4 separate regions of the Mus musculus genome follow, and regions 1, 2 and 4 are each linked to region 3. The links are chromatin contacts, called in public HiChIP or PLAC-seq, capture Hi-C and promoter capture Hi-C maps. All regions are on one chromosome and are shown on one strand. The core of a region is the stretch at or near the end of the contact, and the rest is flanking DNA. Distances in the headings are between cores, read along the strand shown. Region 1 holds the start of Csf1 (colony stimulating factor 1 (macrophage)). Region 2 overlaps Ahcyl1 (S-adenosylhomocysteine hydrolase-like 1). Region 3 holds the start of Gstm4 (glutathione S-transferase, mu 4). Region 4 holds the start of Mybphl (myosin binding protein H-like).

Region 1 (3,569 bases), core at 609-3,108, 280 kb before region 3:
TGGCTTTTGGTGGCATTTCAAGCATGCACAGAAATAATGCACAGCTGCTGGCTTCAAAGATGACCAGCCACTCCTGGATCTGGCTCTGTAACCCCAATGCTGCCATAGACAGGGATACAGATGGACACCCAAGGGTTAATACTCTAGCCTGCATCTGGCTGGACAGGCTCTTCCTGGCTTGCTTCTTCCTCCCACCCACTGCCTCAGCCTCTGACTATGAGAGCAGCCTGGAAACTGCGGCAGTCTCTGAGCACTTCAAGACATCATGTTCCATTTTCCAATCAGTACAGTCTGCAGACAGAGACCCGGCCTGACTGCCTGGCTGAACCTCGGCCTCCTCTCTTTCCTCTTATGTCTCCTTGTAGTCTTTCTTTTCTTCCCTCTTCTCTCTTTATGCTTGTTGCATGTGGGATAACTTCCTCCCTTCCCCTCCTCCTAACCCCACCTTCTGCCTCTCACTGAGCCCCTCTCTCTGCTGTTCTACTTTTCTCTCCTCCCAGACACCTGCAACGCGCTGCCCATCACAAGTTCGGTTCCTACCCTCCAGGTTTTCCCTCTCATTCTCTTCTGAAGCAAACCCACTTGCTGTGGATTGAAAGTACCATCCTTCACTCTGTAAGAGCCATGCTATCATCTGCTGCCATTACTGGAGACAGCTTCTGAGCAGCCCATTATCAGCTGCAGCTCTGAACTCTCCTTGCACTTTCTTTCCTCAGTCAGCCGCAGAGTCTAGAATAGCCCCATCTCATTTTCTTCAAGAAAAGATTCGGGTCCAGCTCCCCTCAAAGAGCCACCCAAGTCCCTAATAGTTCCTACACATCCATTGAACAAGTAGCAGCATGCCCATCTCTCTCTCTCTCTCTCTCTCTCTCTCTCTCTCTCTGCCAACAGGTTGCTCAGCACAGGTCCTGGTGTAAAGCTGAGTGAGCCTGAATTTTCCCTACCCTGAAGGCCCACTCCCAACTGGGGCCTAAAACATGTGCAACAACCAAAGAAAGATATCTACTGGGGATGATGCCACACTCGGATCTTGTGTCACTCGGAACCTGGAGACCTGGTTGACCATTCTGGCAGACATTGGGCCTGTGCCAATCCCTGCGATACCCCCCCCCCCCAGACCCCCATCTCTCTCTCCAGCCTGTGGGTAGCTCAGTGTTCTCCTCCGTGCAATGGGATGAGCAGCCTTCTCTTTACCTCGCAAAGCGCTGCAGCCCCAGGAGCAGCTATTGAAATACCGCGGGCCTCAGCCGTAGCTTAGAAGCAGTAAGGAAGCCAGAACCCAGGGCCGAGAAGCCTGGGCAGCTGGCGAGAAGGGGCTGTCCGCTCCAAGTGGCCCCGCAGAGCCGCCTGCTGCTTGCTGCAGAGCTCCTGCCCCAGCCCGGCCCGGGCCCCGCGCGCCACGGTTGCAGCTTACCGAAGAAGGGCAGCGCCCCGCGGCGCCCCGCGCGGTCATACGGGCAGCTGGGTCCCGGCACGGCGTGTTGGCCGCCCTGGTTCGCTCGCTCCCTTGCTCGCTAGTGGCTGAAGAGCCCGCGCCCCGGTCGAGGGCCACGCCGCTGTCCTGGGATGCAGAGAGCCGCAGCGACACCGAGAGCACCGAGGCAAACTTTCACTTTCCCCTGGCCGAGCTTCGCTGGCCAGCCCTCGGCACAGCCTTTTAAGCGGGCGGGCTGGCGGGGCATGTGGTTTATGGGAAATCACCCTGGCTCTCCGCCAGACACACACAGACATACACACACACAAACACACTCACAGGCACTGACACATACTACACCCCAGAGGCCCACTGAGCCGCCGACTCCCTTCCCCCAAGCGGGCCGCCTGGTCGTCCCCGCTAGCTCTCTTCCCCGTCGCTCTGTGGCTGTGCAGCCTCCTCAAAGTAACCCGGGCTCCACCGCCCTCCCCCGCCCTTCTCGAGCTCTGGACAAGACACTGCCTTTCCTTCTGTGCTCGCCACTCTTGTCAATCTCGTGTGATTGTTCTCGGTCTAATGCTGGCCCCTAGGGACTTTCCCTCAAGGCCCGAAAATCCTCAAATCTGAGCAGGAAACGGACAGAGTACATTGAACAGGACTTGAATGGGGATGGACCAACGCCTCTCTGCTGCAGCTCCATTCAAGTCCCTCATGGAACCCAGGGCAGCAGGTTTGCAGATTGGCTTGCTCCCTCCTATGCATTGTTCAAAGAATCTACTATACTACTATACTATCCTCTCCCCTGGCTGTAGGGAGAAGTGGGGAGCATCCAGCTACCTGGGTAGGAGAGGAAGGACTTGGTCCTGTGACAACTAGCTGGGTGTTTCTGCACTCTGCCAGGAGACACTTCAGGTGCTTAACCTGAAAGCACTGGCTGGCCCCCTGCTCCTGGGCTGCCAAACCCAGCTTATGTGGAAAGGTTGGTGTGCCTGGACTCTAGATTTCCCTCAACTCTGTTGGAAATGCATTTGTGCAATCACATTTTGTCTTTACATGAGAATGGATCTAGATTAACCTATCAAGAGGAGCCTATTAATTATATTGCCAACGTCAGGATCTTTTTCTTCCTTCCATTTATCCTGATTCAATGTGTTTCAATCCCGTCATGCCCAGATGAGTGGTCTGGTCTCAAAGGGGCACTTTTGTCACGTGTCCTCCATTTCCTTGCACTACCTAGCTCAGAGCAACAACGTCCCTCATAAACCTTTGCTCAGGCTGCTTCCTCGGACATGAAGTCTTCCTTTCCCCCATCCATCTTAAGGTGAATGTCTCACCTTTTAAGGTTATAATCACATCTTATCCTTGTCTTGCAAAGCCTTCTGGGATGCTTCAGGCTGATGGATAATTCCTTCTTTCTGTGTTCCCACTGGACGCAACCCATTCCTCCCAGTTAAGTTGGCATTCATTCATTCATTCATTCATTCTCTACATTATTTTAAACTGGTGGTTCTCAACTTGTGGGTGGCAACCTCTTTGGGGGGTCACAAGTCAGATATCCTGCATATCATATGCTTTACATTATGATTCATAACAGTAGCAAAATTACACTTGTGAAGTAGCAATGGAATAATTTTGTGGTTGGGGCGCCACCACAACATGAGGAACTGTATTGAAAGGTCTCAGCATTGAGAAGGTTTAGAACCACTGAATACTAGTGATAGTAGTGATTACGTTTAGAATCACTGAATACTAGTGATAGTAGTGATTACGTTTAGAACCACTGAATACTAGTGATAGTAGTTATTACGTTTAGAATCACTGAATACTAGTGATAGTAGTGATTACGTTTAGAATCACTGAATACTAGTGATAGTAGTGATTACGTTTAGAACCACTGAATACTAGTGATAGTAGTGATTACGTTTAGAACCACTGAATACTAGTGAGAGTAGTGATTACGTTTAGAACCACTGAATACTAGTGATAGTAGTGATTACGTTTAGAATCACTGAATACTAGTGATAGTAGTAATTACGTTTAGAACCACTGAATACTAGTGAGAGTAGTGATTACGTTTGACCTGCACCCTGAGCTGGGAGGCTTCCTCTGGGTAGCACCCCATTTCACTTCACTCCGAACTGATAGACATAGCACA
Region 2 (3,127 bases), core at 320-2,819, 360 kb before region 3:
TAGTTTGTAATCAGTATTATTTATAAACAAAGTAATATGTAAAAATATGGAATTATATGGCTTAAACCAGTGGTTCTGAGCCTTCCTACTGTTTAGACCCTATAATATAGTTCCTCATTTGTGGTGACCCCCAAGCATAAAATTATAAAATTATACCGTTATGTAAGTAATTTTGGAGACAGAAGTTTGGCAAATGGGTCTCAATGCACAGGTTGAGAATCACTGAACTCTCACATGAATTCTGATGACCTCTTTCTACAAAATTTGAAATAAAACCCACATTCCTGAAAAAGAGTATAAATTGAGAACCTGGATTCAGACTCAGAGCTCTGAAAAGGTTCCTATGGAGAAACTATTAAATTATGTTGTTAGCAAATAGTATCAATGAAACTGTATACTATCATAGGTGAAAAGTTTTTCTGCATAATACAAATGACCCAGTCATCAACACTTTCAAGCTAGAAAAGAGGAAACCAGAAACTGGGGTAATAGTTCAGTGGTTAAAAGCACTGGATGCTTTCCCAGAGGACCTGAGTTCTATCCCCAGCCCCAATATGGCAGCTCACAACTGTCTATAACTTGAGCCTAAGATGACCCGACTCCCTTCTCTTAAGGTATTGAACTCATGCTGTGCACAAACATGCAGACAGGCAAATCATCCATATACACAAAATGACACATTTTAAAAAGTAGACTCTACATTAGCTACAGCTGTACAATCCTCCTCTCCCAACACATACAGTCTCTGCTGGGGTGACACTGCAGCCTAAGAACCAAGCTTTGGTTTGTAGCTCTGGAATCAATCGGCAGTTAGAATGAACAAATGAAAAACAGAACTGGTAGGACTCTACAGTCATAAAGTAGCAAACAAGGGGACACTGGCTTGTCCTGAACTTCCTATTCAGCATGGTTCCCACTAAGCACAAACGCAGAGGACAGAATCAAATAGATCAGAGACAGAAACCTGCGTGTTTACAACTCATCTCGGTTCACCATCTAACTGTGGAAGTTCTTCTTCAGGCAACTCTGACACAGAAAGGGAGAGCCTGTTTTATTAAGTCTGAAAACAGACACTGAAGACATAAAGAAGAACTACATACCCCCAGAGCAGGTCAGGGCCTCACACATGCAGGAAGGTATTTAATAAACATCTGCAGAATAAGTAAACCTTTAAAACTCTTTTCTCGTACAATATTAAGTCAAGCTTCAAAGACAATTACAACCCAAGCTGAGCCACATATATCATTTCAGAATATGATTAACAAATATCATCATAAAGCCCAAGATATTTTACTTTAAATGTTAAAAATTTAATTTTAAGTACTTCAAATGCATAGCTGCATTCAAAAAGAAAAACAAACAAAAACTAAATCCTTCTAAATAGGATTTCCAATTACACTTTCACTTCTTCAATAGGCAAGATGTAAATCAAGGAGAGATGACCAAAGCAACGAATTCCAACCTAATATGCAGTTACTTTGGCAGTGAAAAAAATATAGTCAAGAGTTCCTTAGTGGCTGTAACAGCTCCAGAGGCAGCACTTCCTCCACAGGGTTCCCTGCTGCTGGCATGGGCAGCCTGTTCGGAAGTGCTCCCTTCTCCTGGCTGTTAGATTCCCTCTCCTCCTCCTCCCCTTCTTCTTCTACTTTTTTTTTCAAAAGGTTCTGGGCATGATTCCAGATACCACCTACGTTGCAGTGAGGTGGGGGAAGGCACTTCAGTAACACTTGCAGATTTTTAGATAAAAAACATAGAGAAGCAGTTGTAGCAAGTTAGAAATATTTCTTCAGCAACCGGAGATTAATAGACATAATCTCTCCTTGTATTAATAAAGCTTATCAGCGGTCTAAAGCTTAGCAAAATCTTTCCCATCTAAAAATAGTAGACTATGGCAAGTAGCTTACTACTATGTGCAGTGCTCCTAACACCCCATCTCTCAAATAATAGATCTTGTCCACATTTGAAGTAGGCAGTGTTAACTCAAGTACTGGCATAGTGGATAGCTGTCTGTAAGGTGGTCCAGCAGCACACAGATGCATGATATCCTTGTCTTCTCTGCTACCCTGAACTACAAGCTGCAGAGTCTCGTCTCACAGCAGCTGCTTCTGAATGCCATGGCTCTGCCCGTTTCCCCCAGGGGTCTAACTCTACAGGTTCTTTCCAGCTAGCAGCTGTTCCTCCCTTGGTGGAAAGAATCTTCGCATGCTGTTCACCTTTATGCTGTAAATAAGGATACTGCTGCCAAAACCAACTTCTGGTTTCTAGTGAAACCAGATCTAATAGCAGCTTTCTGTTTGGGTTAAACTCAGTAGTTAAGTGGAAAAATATGGTCATTTGGATAAAAGAAAACCCAAAGACAATTGCAAAAGCATGGTTTGTATTACTTCTTATTGTTATGATTTCCTCCAACTGTTAGGTTTTCACTGGGGTGCTTTAGCATAAGGTAGTAAGTACAAGGAAGAAAGAAGGAAACATAGACAAAGTACCCCAAGTACAACTCGGCTCCACTCTCAGATTAACAGCATATCTGAGGAAGGATAGGGTACATCGACCATTTTCCATCGAGCACATCCAAACAATGTCTACTTGCTGCATTTGAAGGCCAGTATAGTACATATCAGTATAGTGTGCTATTTTAAAGCACAACTTATGATGGTTGGACTGAGTTCTCTGTAACACTGAGGCCCATTAGGAAAAGCTTGACCTAATAATTTGGGTTCATTATGGTTGGTATAGTGACAGAGTGATCTACAAGATGGTACAGTACTTACCAAGACAAAGGGAACACAGGCAACCCAAAAACGTTATAAACTTCAAAAGAAAAATAACTGTAATTATTTGTTTAATTGATCTTAATACTTTTTACTACCCAAAGTTGAGTTTACTTCTGAAAATATATGATCTACACACACTATAGCTCAGCTGCCCTCCCCTCTTCCCATACCTAATTCAAATTTACCTTCTCTCTATCCAATTAGAGGAAATTAAAATGAAAACCTACTAGAACACTACTATGATCCTATGGATAAGTGACAATGATCAGGACAATATACAACGTGCATTATATTCTTTTAGTCAACATATTCACTTAGCACTAAGTACTTCATCCTATGAAAGATCGATGCAA
Region 3 (3,266 bases), core at 54-2,553:
TGGCATTGCTCTGCGTGATCTTGTGTGACCCATCAATCAAGTAAGGCAACTGCTTGGACAATAAAGGATGGTCAGACAGGATGTGAGGTCCCAGCCTTCCTTCTCTGGATTAGGACTGACATGTGGCCTGCCGTTCATCATGGCTAGCATGGGAAGCCCTCTACGAACACACTGCACACTGAATGGAAAAGCTAGGACACAGCCCATCTCAGAAACGCCACCAGGAACGGAAGCAAGTGAACAGAAGGAAGCATTGACTCCAAGCCCCTCTTCCAGGTGAGGAGGTGAGATGACTTCCCCAAACCTCCCCGTCCCCAAACCTCCCCGTCCCCCTCTACCTACATTGGGAAAGTCCAGGCCCAATTTGAACTTCTCACTCAGCCACTGGCTTCGGTCATAGTCAGGAGCTGTGATTGATGAGATTGCATAAAGAGAAATCAGCCCAGTGTCCAACACACCTATTTCAGGGACCCAACCCCCTAAGACAAGGATCTGTAACCTCACACAGTGAGCCTTTATCCCTGAAAGTTTCAGGAATAAAGAGTGCTTGGAACTGAGGGGCCTACAAAGTTTAGGCAAATCTTGATGAGGAATGTGATCTAATTTCAACAGGAGGGGTATCCACCCCTTCACTTCCAGGAGGAAGGAAGGTCAAGCCCAGCTCTCTGGGGCTTACTGAAAGAGGCAGATTCTAAGTCCATCTGGGGGAGCCCCGTAGTGCGGGAGGCGTGAAATGTAATGTAGGCACCAATTGCTAGGCGCCAATGGACAGGAGACGTCTGACCGACAAATAGCATTACCGTCTCCCATGGTGTATCTCTTCTCTTCATAGCTTGAGCCTGTGTATTCTAGGAGCAGCCGAATAGCGTGAGCTAGCTGAAAAGATAGGAATGGGGGCGGGGGACTTCTGTGTGACTTCACCTCCTCCAAGTGCATATACACGGGCGCACAAACCAGCAAGGACATGTGTGCAAGACCCTGAGCCAGACAAGCAAGGGATTCCTCTCGCCCCACCCCATCCTCACCCCCCAGCTCGCCTTCTCCTAACCCTGCAATCCTTCCCACTCATCAGGTGGTTGCTCACCCCACGGATGTCCCAGTAACCCAGTGTCATAGGCATGATGCTGGTGCCTGAGACTGAGTCCACCGGCCTCCGGTGTGAGCAACTTTGACTTTATCCTAGTGCCCTCGGGTCCCTGGGCGGGGCTGGTGCCCGGCGTGATCCTGCCCCTCCAGACTCTGCCCCGCAACACACACCCTGCTCTACAGCTTTTCCCCTGACAGTCACCTACAGAAGCCAAATTACTGAGCTCCGCCCCCAACAGACCGGAAAGCGTAATAAGCGATCCCGCCTGCAGTTCCGCCCAATCGTCCAGCCCGGTGCGCAGATGCAGAGCTCTAGTAACTCCCTGCCTTTGCCGTACCGCTCTGCCTTCTTACCCTGTTGCCTTCGGTCTGTGGGAGGGTCAGGCCACTAGGAGAGGCCCCAACCCGGAAGTGCTGATTAAGCACTTCAACCCTGCTGTCAAACAAGACAGACTTCTGCGGGGCTCTGCTGATGACAGTGGTCCCCAGGTGATGTTTTTCCGTCTGGCAGAGAACATGTTGTCTTTCTGTTCAGAAGTTCCTCATCTGAATTCAAAGAGATTATTTCTATCACAGATAAACCCCTGACTCAAAAAAAGGGTGGAAAATGGAAAATTTGAAGTTTCATACATGGTCAGGATGTCTGTATTACCCAAGGACAGAGGCAGCTTTCTCTATTGAGTGACCGTCTTAGTGTGTACTTACACAGACCTAAGACTTCTGAAATGTCCGAGGGTACACAGGGTCAGCATGTGACAACTCAGGATTAGTTTATAGCAAATGCAATCAAGAGAGAGATGTCTGAGTTCTCAATAGCTGCTGTTCATAGCAAGGCACACTGTTTCTTCACACAACATTGGTTGTCGTATGTGTCCAAAGACTGTAGTCTGCGGAGGGGGGCTTAGGGAAGTGGGCTCTCATTTTGTACAACAGACATCACACACTCACTGCATTTTGTTATTACATTAAGACTTCTACAAGATCACCAAATAAGAATTTTAAGCTCCATTATAAGTCTTCCTGAGTATATAGGGTCCATCTTTAACTAAAATGTGCTAAAGTGGCAGGTGACCATACTTACAATTCTTACTAATGTTAAGAATGTACTGTGGCAATGCATTGTGACAAAAATAATTCTCACATTCTAAGAGACTGGGACTTTCACTGGACCTCACAGCAAGAGTTAATAATACATCTTGAAGTCCCTTAAGCTTGCTATTCTACTATGTACTCTGTCTGTCTGTTTAGCCTTCCTTTAAGAGAATGATGTAAGAAGAAATACTTGTCTTGGATTTTCCATGTAATAAACTTCTATGACCTAAGATAACACGCAGCTGTAATCTGTTTTTTGGGTTTTTTGGTTGATGATGGTGGTGTTTTGAAGGTTTGGGGGGGTGGGGGGGGCAAGTTTTTGTTTGGTTTTTATTGTTGTTTCTCAGAGACAAGGATGTGTCACTCTCTGCATATCCCCAGATGTCCTAGAACTCACTGTATAGACCAGGCTGGCCTTGAATTCACGGAGATCCACCTGTCTCTGCCTCTGTGTGCTGAAATTAAAGGCGTGTGTCATCACACATGGACCTGTAATCCTTAATTGTGTACTTGTCTTAGTGACTTTTCTACTGCTGTGGCAAAGCATGTGTTTTGCATGTTGGTTTATTGTGTTGCTTAACTTGCCATTTCCCTTGCTTGTCTTCTGACTTCCCTACTCATTATCAAGCATAGAACTATTTCTACATATCTCTCAATGTGTTTGTCTCTTTGATTTTTGGTGTTTGAGATTAGGGGTCTCACTATGTAGCCCAGGCTGCCCTGTAACTCACAGAGTTCCTTCTGCCAATTTTTGCTGTATGTATTTTTGTCCCAGTCCCACTATGGAAGTGATCATTTATAAAAAGGAATCCCGTAACCCTCCTGGGAGTTCTCCCAAATTATCTGTGCTTGCCTCGTTTTGAAAGGGTTATCTAGTTATCCTTGAATAAGCGTGATTTCTTGGCAGATAGTTTTAAATATCTGGAACACTCTAAGGACTAGTTGGAATCAGAGTAAGTTAGTGTACAGGAGAAGGTGTCAGCCTCATGTCACTAGAGACATGGTGGAACTCATATGGCTCCAGACGTGTGAGCATCCTTTGTGTCTCAAGATGAACAAAGTTCTGGGCGTTGGGTTCTTGTTTTTTG
Region 4 (3,580 bases), core at 299-2,798, 320 kb after region 3:
TGGTGGAAGGAGAGAACTGACTTTGGAAAGATGTCCTCTGACCTTCAAATATGTGCTAGAGCTCCAAGTTTGATTCCAAGCATCCTGTGGAGGCTCACTTTGTCCCAGAAGATCCAATTCCCTCCTCTGGCCTTCATTGGCACCAGGAATGGACATGATGCATGGATATACATTTTTTAAAAAGCAAAAATGGTTAGATAAATACAGTTAGGAAGGGGGGGCTATGATAAGAAATCCTACAATTTGGGTGGAGGGTCCAATGTGGAGTGGCTCTGGATGAGCACGGCAGTCAGCTGGGGACACTCGGGTTTAGCCAGTGCTGACTGTGGGCTGGCCCTTGGATCCTAGGCACAGTCCTGGCATCAGCACCCCCAGTTACACAGACCTGAGGTTCAGAGCCATCAGCTGGTGGCTGAATGGTACAGCCAAATGTCACACATCCCTGTCTCTGGGGAGCTTCCTCCCCTGTGAGGCTGCCTCGCACTTCATTTGTGCTTTATCTCATAGGAAGAGAGCCATTGACAGCTTTCAAAGGGGGAAATGCCAGCCTGACCTAAAAATAGCTTCCATTTATCCAGCACTTAGTCAGCTACATTCTGCTAAGCACTTTCCAGAGATTACCTCTTTTAATCCTCACAACAACCCTATGGTTATTATCTCCATCTCACAAATGAAACCCAATTTATGAGATGCTGGGGGTGTTAGGTGTAGCTCAGTGGCATTGTAGTAGAGGACTTGTCTAGCAAGCACAAGGCCCCGGGTTCAAGCCCCAATGCGTGTGCATGGGAGTGTACACACACACAACACACACACCATACAAATACACACACACCCATACACACTCACACACATGGGGGCGGGGTCCTCCTAGTACACACATACACACATACACAGACATACACACATACCATATACACACACGGGGGGGGGTGTCCTAGTACACATAGACACGCATACACAGACGCACACACAGGGTGGAGGGGAGAAAAACTCCAGTACACACACACACAGAGGGGCCGAGAGATCATGGGGTATCACTAGTCACATAGCAAGCTGATGACAGAGCTCATGTGTCACTAACTAGTCTGGCAACAGGGGACTGACTGTCCCCACTTCTCCCCAACCCTCCCCTGCCCTTGGGGCTGGGACAGCAAACAGAGGTCCCCATGAAGGCCAAGGTATAGAGACCAGCTCTTCAATGACCTACTGTTCAACAAGTGTGGCAAGAGCTAACGGTGTGCCTGAGAATTCACTGCTCTTCGGACCTTACGCCCTGTTGAATGAGCTGGAGGTCAGAAGCAGAGATGCCAGCAGCTCAGGCCTCCCTCAAAGCCAGAAGTCCCTCTCATATACTCTGCTCACACTCTCCCCTCCCTCCTAATGCTGTAGGGTGTCATCTCACTCACAAGATAACAGGGCCACCTCAGCCCTCCTCCCGCGGCTATTCTGGGCAGCTCTCTGATCCTCCTCTTCTCCTGGCCCCTACTTCTCCCTTCAGTGGGAGTAGTGGGTGGGGAAAAGCCAGCCCACTTACATAAGCCTGTGGCTGTGACCCCAGGGAGACCAGCCTGGACAGCAGGTGCACAGCCCCTCCCTCACCAGCAACAAAGAAAATTTTCAGCTAGACCCCAGGCATGGAGACAGCCACCACACTGGAGATAGCCTCATGCTCCCAGCGGCAGGTAGAAGCAGCTGCTGACCCAGCGGATGCTAAAGGACCCCGGACTTCACATCAACAGGAGGCAGGCAGCCCTTCTCTGCAGCTCCTGCCCTCTATTGAAGGTGATCTGTGGCAGTCTGTAAGGGTGGGGATGCTGAGTGGTGTGGGAGAGGGGAACTTCCTACTGCTCTGAATATACCCTTAGGGGTCGCCCCCACCCCTGTGCATAAGCTTTAATAACTTTAGGGAACTTCTAGTTAGGATAATGCAGAAATATTCTGGGAGCCCTTACTTCCCTCTCAAATTGCGCCTTGCTACTCAAATGTCTCTGTTGTAATTTTATTCTTTAGCTGAGAAGTCAGTGTTTGTGGCACTTTATAGTGACCAGCAGTGATCTGTTTATATTTTCACCATCAAAAACAGTCACAGGTCCTGGAGGATCCAGTAGAATAAATAACCCATTGGGAAGGGAACGGAGGAGAGTGGCCATTTGTAGAGGTAAAGAGTGATTAAAACTGTTGGCTATGAGGAGGTTGAACATCTTGGACAGCATGATACCCGGCCTCTGCCTGGGTCATGCCGCAGCATCAGGGCCTACCCTAACACCCCACCCTGGCTCACTGGCCAAGGCCTCTCAAAGTCAGAGCTCTGAGGAAGAAGAGCCTTTCAGGGAAAAGCGCTCCATTTCCAGTTTCCAGGTGAGAGTATGTGGTGCCTACCCCAGCCCCATCATCCTGCCACCTGCCCCAGTACCACCTGTCACCACCACAGCTTACCTGGGCAATTGTGTGTGTCTCCACTATACGTGGGTTTGCAAACCCAGGGGAGAGATGGGAGATAGCTCTTCCCTTCTTTGTGATGGTCTTTAGCAGCCCTGTGGCTGTGCTAAACATTTAGCCCAACAAAGTCCTAGCGTTATAACCCCTTAATTTTGCAGAAGATTTGAAAACCACACACAGGAGAAGTCCATGAACTCCTGGAAAGGAAAGAGGTAGGAGAAAAATAGACGGTGTAGGCTGGCAGGCAACACCCCAGGCTCCTTTCTGGGAGTGACGCTAACAGCACAGTGACCTTGAACAAATCAATTCAACTGCTCCACTTTAGTTTCTTCTCTGTAAAATGACTTTAAACATCTCCCAGGAAGGTCAGTTAGAAGGATGGCTGATCAGCACTGTAAGAGGCTAAAGCAACATGGGAATATTTCCAAGAAGGAGATGACAAGACAACCAAGTTCTTTCTCCAACTAGGACCCAAAAGCACAACTGTCCACTCCTTACCCTAAAGAAGATCCTTTGGTTTTTTTTTTTTTTTTTTTTTTTCTTTTTTTTTTTTTTCGAGACAGGGTTTCTCTTTATAGCCCTGGCTGTCCTGGAACTCACTCTGTAGACCAGGCTGGCCTCGAACTCAGAAATTCGCCTGCCTCTGCCTCCCGAGTGCTGGGATTAAAGGCGTGCGCCACCACGCCCGGCCCTAAAGAAGATCCTAATGGAGCTGCCTGAATGTCGAGAGCTGGTGGGTTTATGCCATTGAGATAGGAGAGCTGTTGTGATGTTGTGAGCATCCTAAGATGAGACCGCAGAGACAGAAACCCAGTTTCTTCTCCTGAAAGGCCAAGAGGGTGTGAAAAGCCAGTGCCACTAACTCCCAGCTCTGAAGTGAGTGGCATCCACTTCAACCATGCTATCAGAGAAGGGTCAGGACATCTCTGAGCCTTCATTCTCCTCTGCTTAAAGCATGGGGCGCTTTGGCAATTTCAGGCTCCAGGTCCCAGCCAGAAGCCCCAGCCTCCCACATACAACTCCATGTACTGTGGGCCTCAGGGCTACAGCTAAGTGGCAGTAATAATATCCTTTGACACATTGCAAAATCGGTGTGCATCTATTAGCTTCTTGAAAGACTGATGGTGCGAGTTCAAATCTC

The links. Promoter capture Hi-C pulls out the DNA fragments that hold promoters and counts their contacts. HiChIP or PLAC-seq counts read pairs in DNA pulled down with a chosen protein or histone mark. Capture Hi-C pulls out chosen DNA fragments and counts their contacts.
Region 1: a contact with region 3 is called in a capture Hi-C map of macrophages, with 2.6 times the contacts expected there. The contact joins the promoter of Csf1 here to the promoter of Gstm4 in region 3. A contact is called at or near these places in 19 of 39 promoter capture datasets (the 3T3-L1 cell line, 3T3-L1-derived adipocytes, the C10 cell line and 13 more), 6 of 484 Hi-C or Micro-C datasets (the AML12 cell line, the C2C12 cell line, the HPC-7 cell line and 3 more), 2 of 115 datasets of contacts at active chromatin or transcription factors (pancreatic cancer cells and stem cell-derived neural progenitor cells) and 1 of 9 other capture datasets (macrophages).
Region 2: an H3K4me3 HiChIP or PLAC-seq map of bone marrow-derived macrophages shows a contact between it and region 3, with 6 times the contacts expected there. The contact joins the enhancer-like site here to the promoter of Gstm4 in region 3. A contact is called at or near these places in 24 of 39 promoter capture datasets (the 3T3-L1 cell line, 3T3-L1-derived adipocytes, the C10 cell line and 15 more), 2 of 15 datasets of contacts at CTCF or cohesin (the NIH/3T3 cell line and embryonic stem cells), 13 of 484 Hi-C or Micro-C datasets (the BV-2 cell line, the G1E-ER4 cell line, Th1 cells and 8 more), 26 of 115 datasets of contacts at active chromatin or transcription factors (the 230-238 cell line, T-cell acute lymphoblastic leukemia, acute myeloid leukemia and 19 more) and 4 of 9 other capture datasets (adipose tissue, embryonic stem cells, macrophages and 1 more).
Region 4: a promoter capture Hi-C map of neural stem cells shows a contact between it and region 3. The contact joins the promoter of Mybphl here to the promoter of Gstm4 in region 3. A contact is called at or near these places in 3 of 39 promoter capture datasets (embryonic stem cells, neural stem cells and pre-B cells) and 1 of 115 datasets of contacts at active chromatin or transcription factors (pancreatic cancer cells).

Annotation. Positions count from the first base shown.
Region 1 is chr3:107,758,611-107,762,179 of GRCm38.p6, forward strand. Csf1 (colony stimulating factor 1 (macrophage)) reads right to left here and starts at 1,859. Exons shown (of 9, transcript NM_007778.4): 1 at 1,415-1,859. The coding sequence starts at 1,453. All of the region lies in intron 1 of Gm40121 (a long non-coding RNA gene), which reads left to right.
Region 2 is chr3:107,679,307-107,682,433 of GRCm38.p6, forward strand. All of the region lies in intron 1 of Ahcyl1 (S-adenosylhomocysteine hydrolase-like 1), which reads right to left. Gm52629 (a long non-coding RNA gene) reads right to left here. Exons shown (of 2, transcript XR_003954676.1): 1 at 1,463-3,127; 2 at 1-1,151. Among named protein-coding and RNA genes, the nearest start is that of Gm52629, 3.7 kb to the right of the region's middle. Within about 2 kb of position 1,570, at least 87 of the 459 cell types and tissues checked have an H3K27ac peak or open chromatin away from gene starts, as enhancers often do. A contact at or near this core is called in the G1E-ER4 cell line, adipose tissue, astrocytes and 9 more, where this site is marked.
Region 3 is chr3:108,043,553-108,046,818 of GRCm38.p6, forward strand. It overlaps Gstm4 (glutathione S-transferase, mu 4), which reads right to left and starts at 1,304. Exons shown (of 8, transcript NM_026764.3): 1 at 1,085-1,304; 2 at 801-876; 3 at 343-407; 4 at 1-49. The coding sequence starts at 1,120.
Region 4 is chr3:108,363,363-108,366,942 of GRCm38.p6, forward strand. Mybphl (myosin binding protein H-like) reads left to right here and starts at 1,549. Exons shown (of 9, transcript NM_026831.1): 1 at 1,549-1,782. The coding sequence starts at 1,635.